Linked DNA regions of Sus scrofa: region 1 is linked to region 2. The links are chromatin contacts, called in public HiChIP or PLAC-seq maps. All regions are on one chromosome and are shown on one strand. Each heading gives the region's core, a stretch centred on a gene start, on an enhancer-like site or on the middle of the called end of the contact. The rest is flanking DNA. Distances are from core to core; before and after follow the strand shown. Region 1 overlaps PM20D2 (peptidase M20 domain-containing protein 2). Region 2 holds the start of RNGTT (mRNA-capping enzyme).

What was found. HiChIP or PLAC-seq counts read pairs in DNA pulled down with a chosen protein or histone mark.
Region 1: a contact with region 2 is called in an H3K27ac HiChIP or PLAC-seq map of skeletal muscle, with 3 times the contacts expected there. The contact joins the enhancer-like site here to the promoter of RNGTT in region 2. A contact is called at or near these places in 2 of 5 promoter capture datasets (fetal liver and liver), 10 of 47 Hi-C or Micro-C datasets (blood, epiblast stem cells, fetal liver and 6 more) and 2 of 2 datasets of contacts at active chromatin or transcription factors (alveolar macrophages and skeletal muscle).

The regions. Positions count from the first base shown.
Region 1 is chr1:57,210,062-57,216,098 of Sscrofa11.1, forward strand. PM20D2 (peptidase M20 domain-containing protein 2) reads left to right here. Exons shown (of 7, transcript XM_013992683.2): 5 at 2,318-2,453; 6 at 3,749-3,856; 7 at 4,091-6,037. The coding sequence ends at 4,245. Among named protein-coding and RNA genes, the nearest start is that of PM20D2, 25 kb to the left of the region's middle. Within about 2 kb of position 3,605, at least 1 of the 83 cell types and tissues checked has an H3K27ac peak or open chromatin away from gene starts, as enhancers often do. A contact at or near this core is called in skeletal muscle, where this site is marked.
Region 2 is chr1:57,058,767-57,064,978 of Sscrofa11.1, forward strand. RNGTT (mRNA-capping enzyme) reads right to left here and starts at 3,219. Exons shown (of 16, transcript XM_021089928.1): 1 at 2,939-3,219. The coding sequence starts at 3,002.

The sequences.
Region 1 (6,037 bases), core at 2,355-4,854, 150 kb after region 2:
TTGTATGACGTAAGTATTGCTACCCTGGCTTTCTTTTTATTTGCATTTGCATGGAAATTCTTTTTTCCATCCTTTCCCTTTCAGTCTGTCTTTACATCTGAAATGAGTCTTTTTAGGCAGCACATAGAGAGAGGTCTGTTTTTTTAATCCATTCAGCCACCCTCTGTCTTTTGATTAGAGCATTTAATCCATTTATTTTTAAAGTAACTATTGATAGGTATGTACATATTGCCATCTTGTTCATTGTTTTGGAGGTTTTGTGGTTCTTTTTTATTCCTTTCTTCTTTTTCTCTCTTGTGATTTAATGACTATTTTTAGTATTAAATTTGGATTCTTTTCTCTTTTTTGTATATGTATCTATTATACATTTTTGGTTTGTGGTTACCTTGAGGTTTGCATATAACTATATATGTGTGTGTGTGTGTGTGTGTGTGAGTGATTATTTTAAATTGCTGATCTCTTAAGTTCAAATGTGTTATAACAGCCCTGTGTTTTTATTACTTCCCCCACTTTACTGTTTTTGATATATTTTACATCCTTTTGTTTTGTGTATCCCTTAACTACTTACTGTAGATAATAGATGATTTTACTGCTTTTGTATTTTATCCTTACTTTTATAGTTGATCTACTACCTTTACTATATATTTACCATTAGAGGTGAGATTTTTTTTCCTTTTGTTGTTTTCTTATCTTTAATCATGGCCTTTTCTTTTTTTGCTTAACAAAGTTCTTTTAACATTGCTTGTAAAGCTGGTTTTGTGATGTTGAACTCTTAGCTTTTGCTCATCTGTAAAACTTTTGATCTCTCCTTCAAATTTGAATGAAAGCTGTGTGAGGTAGAGATTTTGTAGGTTGTAGGTTTTCCCCTTTCATCCCTTTATCATGCCACTCCCTTCTGGCCAGTAGAGTTTGGCTGAAAAGTCAGTTGCTAGTCTTGTGGGAATTCTCTTTCTGGTATGTAGCTTGTTCCTTTTCTCTTTTTGCTTTTTATATTCTCTCTTTATCTTTAGTTTTTTTTGCCATCTAATGACAAGGTGTCCTGGTGTGGGTTGATCTGGTTTGGAATTCTCTGTGTTTCCTGGACTAGATGTCTGTTTCCTTTCCTAGGTTAGGGAAGCTTTTAGTTATTATCTTCAGATATGTTCGCTACCCCTTTCTCTCTCTCCTAGGACCCCTGTCATACAGATGTTCGTAGTCCTGATGTCCCAGAGGTCTCTGTCATTTTTTAAAATTCATTCTTCTTTTTTCTGTTCAGTTTGAGTTTCACTACTCTCTCTCTTCCAGTTTGCTAATCCACTCCTCTGTGTCATCTAATCTACTATTGAGTCCTTTAGTGTATTTCTTAATTCAGTTATTGTATTTTTTAGCTCTTCTGGTTCTTTTTTTATAATCCTCTTTGTTAAAAACTTCTAAGTTTCACTCTGTTCATCCATTCTTCCTCCGAGTTCTTTTGAGTATCTTTATGATTACTACATTAAAATTTGTATGAGGTAGATGCTTATCTCTTCTTCCCTTATGCTTTAAACAGTCTTTTAATAATTTTTTTATGTTTTGACTGACTTGTAGTATATGCTTAGTGTGTCATTGTTTCTAACTTGTGTTGCTAAGAATAGAAGAATCATCTCTGCCATTTTATAATTGGTTTTTGCTAATGTTATTGGTATTATCTTTAGTTTGCAGGAGTATTGCCCATTTTGATTTAATGAAATCTAAATCTGTAAATCCTCTTAACTGGGCACATATAAACTGCTTCTGTATCTTCATGCCCTGAAATTAATGAGTGAGGACCATAGTCAACCCTTCCCCATTGTGAATCCTGTCTTTTTCTCTCAGGGTACTTTATACCTTTCAAACCAGGCAGTAGTGTCAGTGTCACTGTGTACATTGAATATTAGTAAATCTTTATTTCTTTGAGAGGCTACAACCTAGAGCAGTGTTTCTTAAGAGTGTAGTTTTTGGATCACCTGCATTAGTATTACTTGGGGCTGCTGCTTAACATGGAGAGTCCTGGCCTCCCCTACAACTTTTTTAGGTGACTGAAGCTGAAACTCACTGGCTGGTAGAGCTAGGTGATCTTTGTTCCACATGTAACATAAAAAAGATAGGGTCCTAGGAACTCTCATTATAGAAAAGTTTTTGGTTTTTTTTTTTTTTTAAAGGTAAAATATTTGAGAGAGATTTTCTGAAGGTAAAAGATTTCCTAAAGGGAAGGTGCCCCCACTTAAACCTCTTTCTGTTAGAGAACTATTGCTGGTTTGAGAACTAGGTAGTGAATTTGAGTTTCTTAATTCAAAATTTCTTTATTATTTTTTATTAGGTAGAAATTAAAGCTGGAGCACATGATTATTATAACGTTCTTCCCAATAAGAGCCTGTGGAAGGCTTATGTTGAAAACGGAAAAAAGCTGGGCATAGACTTCATTTCAGAAGATGCAGTGTTCAATGGCCCTTCAGGTAATTAAGTCCTTTCAACCATATTGTGCTATTTGAAGAAGGCACAGTGGTTTTGTTTAACAGTTTGGAGGTTGGGGAGGTATTGCTCAATTTTTGTTGTTGTTGTTGTTGTCTTTTTTCCTTAGGGCCACACCCACGGCGTATGGGGGTTCCCAGTCTAGGGGTCAAATTGGAGCTGTAGCCACTGGCCTACAGCATAGCCACAGCAACGCCAGATCTGTGTCTGCGACTTAACACCACAGCTCACAGCAACACTGATCCTTAACCCACTGAGTGAGGCCAGGGATCAAACCTGTGTCCTCATGGATGCTAGCTGGATTCGTTTCCACTGAGCCATGACAGGAACTCCCTTGCTCATTTTTTTAAATGACGTATTTTCACAAATTTAATTAGAGGAAAGAAACTAAGGAACTCTTCAGTGAATGTAGAATGTCAAATGAGCAGATTTGTTTTTAGCAATAGCCAGTGTACTCTGCTTTATGTTCCAGCTATTTCTAGTGTTTAAATTTCCTTAGTTCTACTTTTTAAGAAAGCAGTTTAGAGGGGAAATAGAATTTTAATGCACTCTCAGTCATCAGTAAACAGGTTACTAAGGACTTTATTATATGGGGGCAGAAACTCCTCAGTTTCTGAGGAGAACAACTATTAGAATTTAAATAATCATAAGCATATCAGATTATTTTGGGTTTTTTCCCTTTTAAGAGCATTATTACTAATATGGTTGTATGTTAGACATGTGCCTCTTAAAATATAATAGATGTTGGTGAAGTCCATTCAGAAGGACCTGGAGATAAAACTGGGTATTGATGTCATTCAGGGAGATAAGAATGTTCAAGAGAGAGCAGGCTGGAGTATGGTGGGTTGGTATAAATTATTAGCTTGTTAAATTTGAGGTGCTCACAGAACTTCTAAGGAAAGCTCTCCAGTAGCCTGTTGAATCTGGAACCCCTAAAAGTTGTCTAGGTGGAGACTGAGGGGTTGTCAGTACACAAGAGCTAATTGAAAACACAGGTTTCAGTGTTGATGTGGTTGCCGGAGGACACAGAGGGAGAAGTAGCCCGAGGCGAAACCCTAGGGATCTCCTGCACTTAGGAGACAGGCCAAGGGAGTGACTAGAGAAGGAGGCAGAGGAAGCCAGACAGTCAGGAAAGAGTGAAGTCATGGGAGCCAAAAGGGTAGAGAATTTCTAGAAGGGAAGGAGTGGTAAATCATGACAGGCACTGTGGAGATTAAGTGTCCTCTAGTGTCCACTGGACTAGCAACTAGAAATTCATGGTTTGTCTTACCTTTCCAAGGATCTACCGACTTTGGAAATGTTACTTTTGTGGTTCCTGGGATTCATCCATATTTTTACATTGGATCTCAAGCCTTGAATCATACAGAACAATATACTGAAGCTGCAGGTAAGTGTTATTAGAAGCGAATGTTTGGCACATGCTCTCTCTTTGTAGCCATAGCTGCCTTTCTAACTATTTATTTTAGCCTATTATTATTTCCTTACCTAACATGACCTCGGTAAATCTATGTTATGGTGGGCAGTAGGAGAGGTGATTTAGATATTGAAAGCTGACCTAAAAACTGACACATCAATTGTAATACATATGAAGTTATCTTTATTCATTTTCTCTATCTTTTAGGGTCACAAGAAGCTCAGTTCTACACCTTGCGAACGGCCAAAGCGCTGGCAATGACTGCATTGGATGTTATTTTTAAGCCAGAGTTGCTAGAAAAAATCAGAGAGGACTTTAAATTGAAACTTCGAGAAGAAGAGTTTTTAAATACAGTAGAATAAAAGGAAAGTTTAGGAGCCACTTATGGATCATTAAGAAGTGTGATTTTTTCCTTAATCTTTTTTAATAGGGAGGAGGATGTGGCTTGTTTTTCAGTCTTAAAGGAGTCATGTTTCTCTTACCTGAAAAGTGAGGGTGTGATGTGGAGAAAACATGTCACCTCATACTTAGAATCAAAATTTCACAAATCTGTATCTGATGGAATTATAGTTTTTCAGAGCTGGTATGTGATAGCATTTTGTAAATAACCTGGATGACACAGTTTATCAGAGATTATATTTTCTAAATCCATATGTTGTATGAATATACTTTAAAAGATCCAAGAAATTTCAAACCTTATATTCAGAATTGACACCTGAATGATTTTTTTGGTAGAGGGTGGTAAACTTGTGCTCTAAAGTTGTTCTAAAATTCAAGCACTAAATTTAGGGAAAGTTCATTTGGACTCTCTGACTATACCTGCTTAGATTTAGAAAATTTCTTCATTGGTAATAAAGGTAGTGCTTTTAATCAGGAATGCTATGCAGAAACCATGAGAAACTCAGGTACAAAGAATAAACTTTGGTTTTTACCATTTGAAGGAAAATGAAAAAAATTTTATTCTCAAATTTACTCTAAGAAGTGGCATTAAAGTGCTCTTCCTCATTCCATATTTCTGTAATAGGAAAAAAGATGGATAGCGTTAGACCCTTCCCATAAGCTGTTTGCTTGGTGACCCCATATGTCTAGAGGAATTTACTGAGAGAGGAGCAGTGCCTCCTTACTTTGACTGTTAATGCCTGAAACTGGTCCCTTCTACCTAGCACCTCTATTCAGGCTTCCCCTCAGAACCAGACCATTCTGTCCAGCCTGACTGGACAGTATAGTTTACTGAGTTTAGGCGACAGAATTCTAAGCATGCTAGCACAAGCCAAACTAAAAAGCATTTTAAGTTTTTTCTGGTGTGATTTTCTTGAACATAATAAAAGAATGTGAAAAAAGTATCCAGTGTAACAAATATTTTAAGCTGTGAATAAGTGAAGGTCCAGTGTACTTTAAAGGGAGTCCTCACATTTGAGCGAAAGTGTCCCCAAAATGGAAGGAGAGAAAAGGCAGCGTTCGGCCTCTGCACCTTAAACCAGTCACTTGGGTGCCCTGAGTCTTTAGTTTCTCATTTGGAAAGTTAGATGAGATCCCTTATCCATAGAGTCCTTTAAACTCTAATTCCTCATCTGAAATTATTCAAAGTTGAAAGAAAGAGGGGAGAATTTTAGAGGAGAATGAATAGTTGAGAATTGCTTTTCTTCTGTATCAGGGGTCTGCTGACTGTAGCCTGATTTGGCAAGCGGCCTGATTCTATATGGCCAGCATGCTAAAAATGGTCTGTACGTTTTTAAAGGGTTCCTATATAACAGTAAAATAAAAACATTCTCTTTGGTTTACAACATATAATCACATTTTATCCTAGAATAAAACTTCAGTCCTCTGAATTGAAAACATTGAGAAAGGGATGTAGATGGTAGTGCCCTGGTGTCGACCTTTATAATGCACTGGGCTTGTCCTTATTGGGGGTTCTGGCACTTTAGAAGTTTGCTTTCTTTTAGCATTTACTTTGTTCTAGGATGTAGCTACCCTGCTGCCTTAAGACCGTCCCCTATGCAAGCCGCTCTTCTAACTCTTCATCTCTGCTTTTAGAGCTTGATCCTCCATGACACTCTTTGTCTGATTATTTATAATCTCAAAATGTCATGGTGGGATGTATTTTCCAGATAGGAAAAGGATGAACAAAGGCTTCATGCTGAGAATGGCTATCCA
Region 2 (6,212 bases), core at 1,969-4,468:
ATTTGAAAAAAAGTACAGTGACTATCAAGTAGAATTTACAAGTGAAAATGCCTATAAAAATTATTAGAACTTAAAGCAAAGTTCGTTTTTATTAAAGAAAAACATTTCTTCATCCTAAGACTTATTTAGATTATCTCTCAGTATCAGTTTTTTGTTTTTTTGTCTTTTTGCCTTTTCTAGGGCCGCTCCCGGGGCATACGGAGGTTCCCAGGCTAGGGGTGTAATCGGAGCTGTAGCTGCCGGCCTACGCCAGAGCCACAGCAACGGGATCCGAGCCATGTCTGCAACCTATACCACAGCTCACGGCAATGCCAGATCCTTAACCCACTGAGCAAGGCCAGGGATCAAACCCGCAACCTCATGGTTCCTAGTTGAGCCACGACGTTAACCACTGAGCCACGACGGGAACTTCAGATTATCTCTCAGTATCAGTTTTATCCATCATTTATACGGCCTTATTTATTGACTGAGGGTTTTATATAAAATGTTAAGAAAAGCTGACAAACTAGAAGAACTAGAAAATCTGAACTTAAAAATGACTACAGGACTTCCTGTTGTGGCTCAGCAAGCCAACTAGTATCCATGAGGATGCAGGTTGGATCCCTGGCATTGCTCAGAGGGTTAAGGATCCCGGCTTTGCCTTGAGCTGCAGCATAGGTCACAGATGTAGCTTGGATCCCACATTGCTGTGGCTGTCGTACAGGCTGGCATCTGCAGCTCCAATTCAACCCCTCACCTGGAAACTTCCACGTCCCAGGGTGGTGGGGCCCTAAAAAGAAAAAAAAAAAATTGACTGCAGACTCTTCTCTTCCAACAATTTTAAAGAAAGAGGCAGACATACTATACATGTACATAATTAGTAAGGAAACGTAGCTCACTACAGAATCCTTTAATTTTTGTTTCAAAACACTTTCTAGGAAAAGCATTAAGACGGAGCTAGTTAAAATTTAAAACTTTCACTTTTCAAAAGAAACTGTTCAAAAGAGAGTGAAAAGGCAAGCCACAGATGGGAGAAAAGACTTTTAAAAGCAAATATCCAACAAAGGACTTGCATTTACAATATATAAAGAACACCAGGAGTTCCCGTCATGGCGCAGTGGTTAACGCAGTGGTTAATGAATCCGACTAGGAACCATGAGGTTGCGGGTTCGGTCCCTGCCCTTGCTCAGTGGGTTGACAATCCGGCGTTGCCGTGAGCTGTGGTGTAGGTTGCAGACGCGGCTCGCATCCCACGTTGCTGTGGCTCTGGCGTAGGCCGGCAGCTACAGCTCCGATTACACCCCTAGCCTGGGAACCTCCATATGCCACGGGAGCGGCCCAAAGAAATAGCAAAAAGACAAAAATAAATAAATAAATAAATAAAACAGTTCCAAAAAAAAAAAAAAAAAACACTAACAACCCAAAAATAAGATAAACAACACAATTTTTAAAGTTAGCAAGAGGAGTTCCCATGGTGGCAAAGTGAAAACTAACCCAACTGGGAACCATGAGGTGGCAGTTCCATCCCTGGCCTCGCTCAGTGGGTTAAGGATACTGAGTTGCAGTGAGCTGTGTGCTGTGGTGTAGGTCGACGATTGGGTTAGGATCCGACGTTGCTGTGGCTGTGGTGTAGGCTGGCAGCTGTAACTGATTGGACCCCTAGCCTGGGAACCTCCATATGTCACAGGTGCGGCCCTAAAAAGACAAAAATAAAAAATAAAAAATTAAAGTCAGCAAAAGATTTGGAAACTTTGCAAAAGATAATACATGAATTGCCAAGAAGCACATAAAAAGATGCTCAACATCAAACCGTAATAAGTACTAAACAGCTATTAGAGTGGGTAAAATTTAAAAGACTGATCAAATCAAGTGTCCAAGAGGATGTGGAGCAAACAGAACTCTCATACACTGATAGCAGGAATGCAAAATATTATAACTGTGGGAAAGAATTTGGTATTTTTTAAGGTTAAATGCACACATACCATATGATGCATTGCTCTCCTAAAAATTTACACAGGGGAAATGAAAGCACATGTGCATACAAAGAAAGGTAGGTGAATGTTCACAGCAAATTAGTCTGCAACTGTCAAAAACTGGAAACAACCCAAAGGACCATCAAAAAGTAAATGGATAAACTAATCTGTATTCATAACAACAGAATACTAAGAAATAAAAAGAGCGAACTATTGATACATACCAGAACATGCATAAATCTCAAAACAGTAATGCTGAGTGAAAGAAAACAGAGGATTCCCCCCCCCCAAAAAAGAGCATACAAAATGCAAACTAAATCTACCGCGACAGAAAGCAGATCACTGGTTGAGGGCGCGGGGGAGATCACAAAACGCAGGAGGAAACCATAAAAGGTGCTGAATGTGTTTACTACCTTGATTGTGATTCACAGGGTGTGTGTGTACCTGCGCGCGTGGAAGTCAAAATTTATCAGGCTTTAAATTTAAAGTCTGTTGTGTCAAAGTCAAAGATGAAAAAGCCCTCAACGTGAGTCATGTTAAAAAAAAATCAAAACAAAACAAAAACAAACCTCCAGTCTCAGTGTAGATCAATTTCACCGCTTAAAAACTGCCCCTCCTCCTCCTCTTTAGCAACCTCCTTCATCTCAAAACTGACACTTGTCCCCTCCCCTTCCGAGAACCTTTCACAAACTCCTAAGCTGAAAAGTATTGCCCACTGAGTTCTTTAGTCCTCAGCTCCTGCCACACAAACCCCCTATCTACCTTCCCGATGGCAACACTCAGCCTTACTGGATATTGACAAGTGCCCCCACTTGCTCCGGTCCAGGTTCCCAAACACTCATCCACGAAGCTTCATCGGACCGAGCACATCTCGGTCCTGAAACACCACCACCAGACACTGAACTATCGCAAGCTGCGCCCCCTCAGCCCACCCATGGACCCGCGGGTGCTCAGGCACTCGAACGCCACCCCCCCGTCCCGCTTACCTGCTACCGGCTGGCCTCGCCGTGGACAGTTCAGCCACCGCGGCGGGATCTTGTTGTGAGCCATGTCTTGGGGCCGCGCACAGCCGCCCCCTCCACCAACGCTCGCCGCGCCTCCGCCGCCGCCTCCTCGCGGTTCGCTCTGCACCCGAGGTCCGAGGCACCCGAATCCCGGCCAGCGTCCGAACCCGAGCAGCCCCGACCCGGGCTACTGTCAGCGACCGCGCGCCACTTTCATTCCGCTCAACTCTAGACTAACCCACAATGCACCGCTACTTCCGCCCCCAAAGGCCCCACCCACTTCTTTCCGAGGTCAGAGGTGAAGAGAGACAGCTCGGGGGAGGGGTGGGAAGGAGTTAACGCCCAGAACTAAAGGGGCGGTCTTCCTTCGACCCGCCCCGCGCGGGTCCCATCCCAGCCCCTTTCTTAGGGTGGTTCCACGCATGCGCTGCTGCCACAGTTTGGAGTCCCGCAGGGCGACTCTTATTTTCCTTTCTAGGCAGCAAATGGAGACTCCAGAAATCGTGAAACCAAGCCTCTTTCCACACGTAGACTGGTCCGCAGATTTCATAAATGCATCCGTTTTACTAAGAAAGGGGCCTTTCCTCTGTTGTCATAGCTCAAGGGCCTGATCGCCATTCCTCGGTCAAATTTGGCGTCCCGACAGAATCTGAGTTTGAATGGGAATTTGGAAAGTTCTTTCTGCCGTGGATTAGGGAAACCAGCTTTAGAGAAATTCTAAGGGCGAGAGACTGGAGCATCGGAAATGAGTTTCTTTTTTTCAGAGTACTTCTAGGGATCCATGAAACATCTGAAATTAATCCCAAAACATTTTTTATGAGTTTTGTCTGTACATTTCTAGAGAAAATTTTATATCATATTTGGGAGTCTCAGAGGGTCCATGTCTCAAAATTACTAATGTGTATAATTGGCAAAGGCAGGAATCGGAGAGCAGAGTACCACTACATGGCGGTGTTCTCTGCTTTACCAAACTGTCTCTCCCTTCGAGTTAAACACGGGTGACTGGAGGCGCTTTATAAACTATGTCCATTAGCAAGTTACCAGACTAATTTAGTTAAAGTATTACATATGAAGCTGGATGCTGGCAAGTTATAACTCAGCAGTTTGGTTTTAAGTACCTGTGCTATATCTGACCTGCAAGAGCTTGAGGTTTGGGAGAAGGCATCATAAAGCGTCGATGGGAAACTGGCCCAACAGTTCAGCCCTTGAATGCCTGGACGATCTCAGTAAGATCAGAATCCTCCCAGTAAATAGAGAGGGCCCAATGGCTGTCTCTCTGAGAGAGCCTGAGTTAGGTCATCCTGGCGATCTGTGCTGTGGTTACATCTGCTGAGATCTTTGGGGAAAAAACATCATTCCTCTGCCGACAGGACCAGATAAGCCTGTTTCCTTACAGAGCAGCAATCTGCCCAGATGATGCCCTGTTCTATCTTCTGCTGGCAGGACAGAGTTGGTACCAAGCCCAGAGTGGTGCAATGTTTGATTCCCCAAATCTCCAAGGATGGAAAAGGTGAGCCTGGTCCTGGGAAAATACCTCACTTTCCCTTCCTGGGGATGACTCCCCTTGGAGACTGTCCTCCTCACACACTGTGTCACCCAGGGAGCTCATTCCTGGCACAGGGAGAGCTTCACAGAGGCTTCATACCAACGATGAGTGGCTGTTTTGGGTTGTAAGGCAGCAGTCTGTGCTTCATTTTTACACCACTACCCAGTTATGCCCTCTCCAACCTTAGTGCCAACAGACCGGGAAGGCCATGTGGCTCCCTTCTGCCCACAAGAGTGGACAGAGTAGGAGAGTGGTATCAAAGTGAGCTGGGTGAGCCGGCAATTTCTCCCTCCCAGGAATCCTTTGCCAAGAGTGTTTCTGCCTATCTCACTCCTAGTCCCACCTCTCTGCTTTTCTTCAAGGGGAAAAATAGATGCCCGCAGAGGGACCAACACAACTCCTTGCTGGCTTCCTGAAACAGTCAACACATTCTCATAAATATGTCTTGGCTTCCTCTTTACTGGCTCTTGGTGAATGAATTCTTCCATGGATCATTTCTTTTGCCCATAAGGAAAGGTGTGTAAAGGTATATAAAAATGAGATTGAATTTCCCCTGTTGACAAAAAGGAAAAAACTTTCCCTGTCCCTAAAGCATTTCTGTGAGAAAACTTACATTTGTTAATCCTTCCTCACCACAAATTGATACCTCTATAAATCTTTTGAACAGCTAAATGAGTCCCTTGCCTGCTTCACAACCCAGGAACTTTTTCTTACTCCCTGGAAGCCATCTCTTTGTAAACATGAAGGAAGACAGCGCCCCCTATCTCCCTGGGAATTTAACCTAAAGCTGTAAGTCATAGAAATAGGAAAATAATGGCAATTACCTAACACAGGTGGCCAAGCTGATTACCAAGTAAATTGAGGATGAACTTGAAAGAATGTATAACGAGTGGTGCGGCCAAGTCCTCTCACGTCAGGTCTATTTATCGTTCATTTTGAGAACATGGGTGGAATGGATTTGTATATATTTGGCTCTATAAGAGAAAGAGTTCTCTCTTTTTGCAGTCTCATTAGCGGTTGCCTGTGATGTGCATCAGAGTCTGGTTTAGTTCAGTTTCTTGTAATTTTGCTTTATCTGGTTAAAGCTGGCTTCTTTCTTTTCTATGCTTGTGGAGCAAACTCTCTCTCTGTGTCTATATCTAAATTTATCTCTTCATGTGACACTAGTCATATTGGATTAGGGTGGGCCTTAATCCAGGATAAACTCATCAAGATTCCATCTGCAAAGACCCTCTTTCCAAATAAAGTCTCATTCACAAGTACCAGAGGTTAGAAGTTAAACACATCCTTGGGGACAATTCAACCTGTTACACCTACTCTTGTCTCTGGATGTGTCCAGGCTTGCAGAAACACAAGTTGTTTTTTTTTTTCTTTTAAGGGCTGCACCTTATGGAAGTTTGCAGGCTAGGGATCAAATCATACTTGCAGCCTGAGGCCTACACCACAGCCACGGCAACACTAGATCCTTAACCCACTAAGCAAGGCCATGGATCAAACCTTCATCCTCATGGACACTATGTCAGGTTCTTAACCCACTGAGCCACAACAGGAACTCCCAACACAAGTTTTCTGAATCCCAGGAATTAGGCTGTATATGTCTTCCTTTTTCAGAGAACCATTCAGTTTTTCCGGGAAGTAAGTCATAGTCTGAGACAGAGGTGTTAAAAGACCCTTCTGTGCCCCTCCCTTTTTGTGTGTACTGCTAGAAAC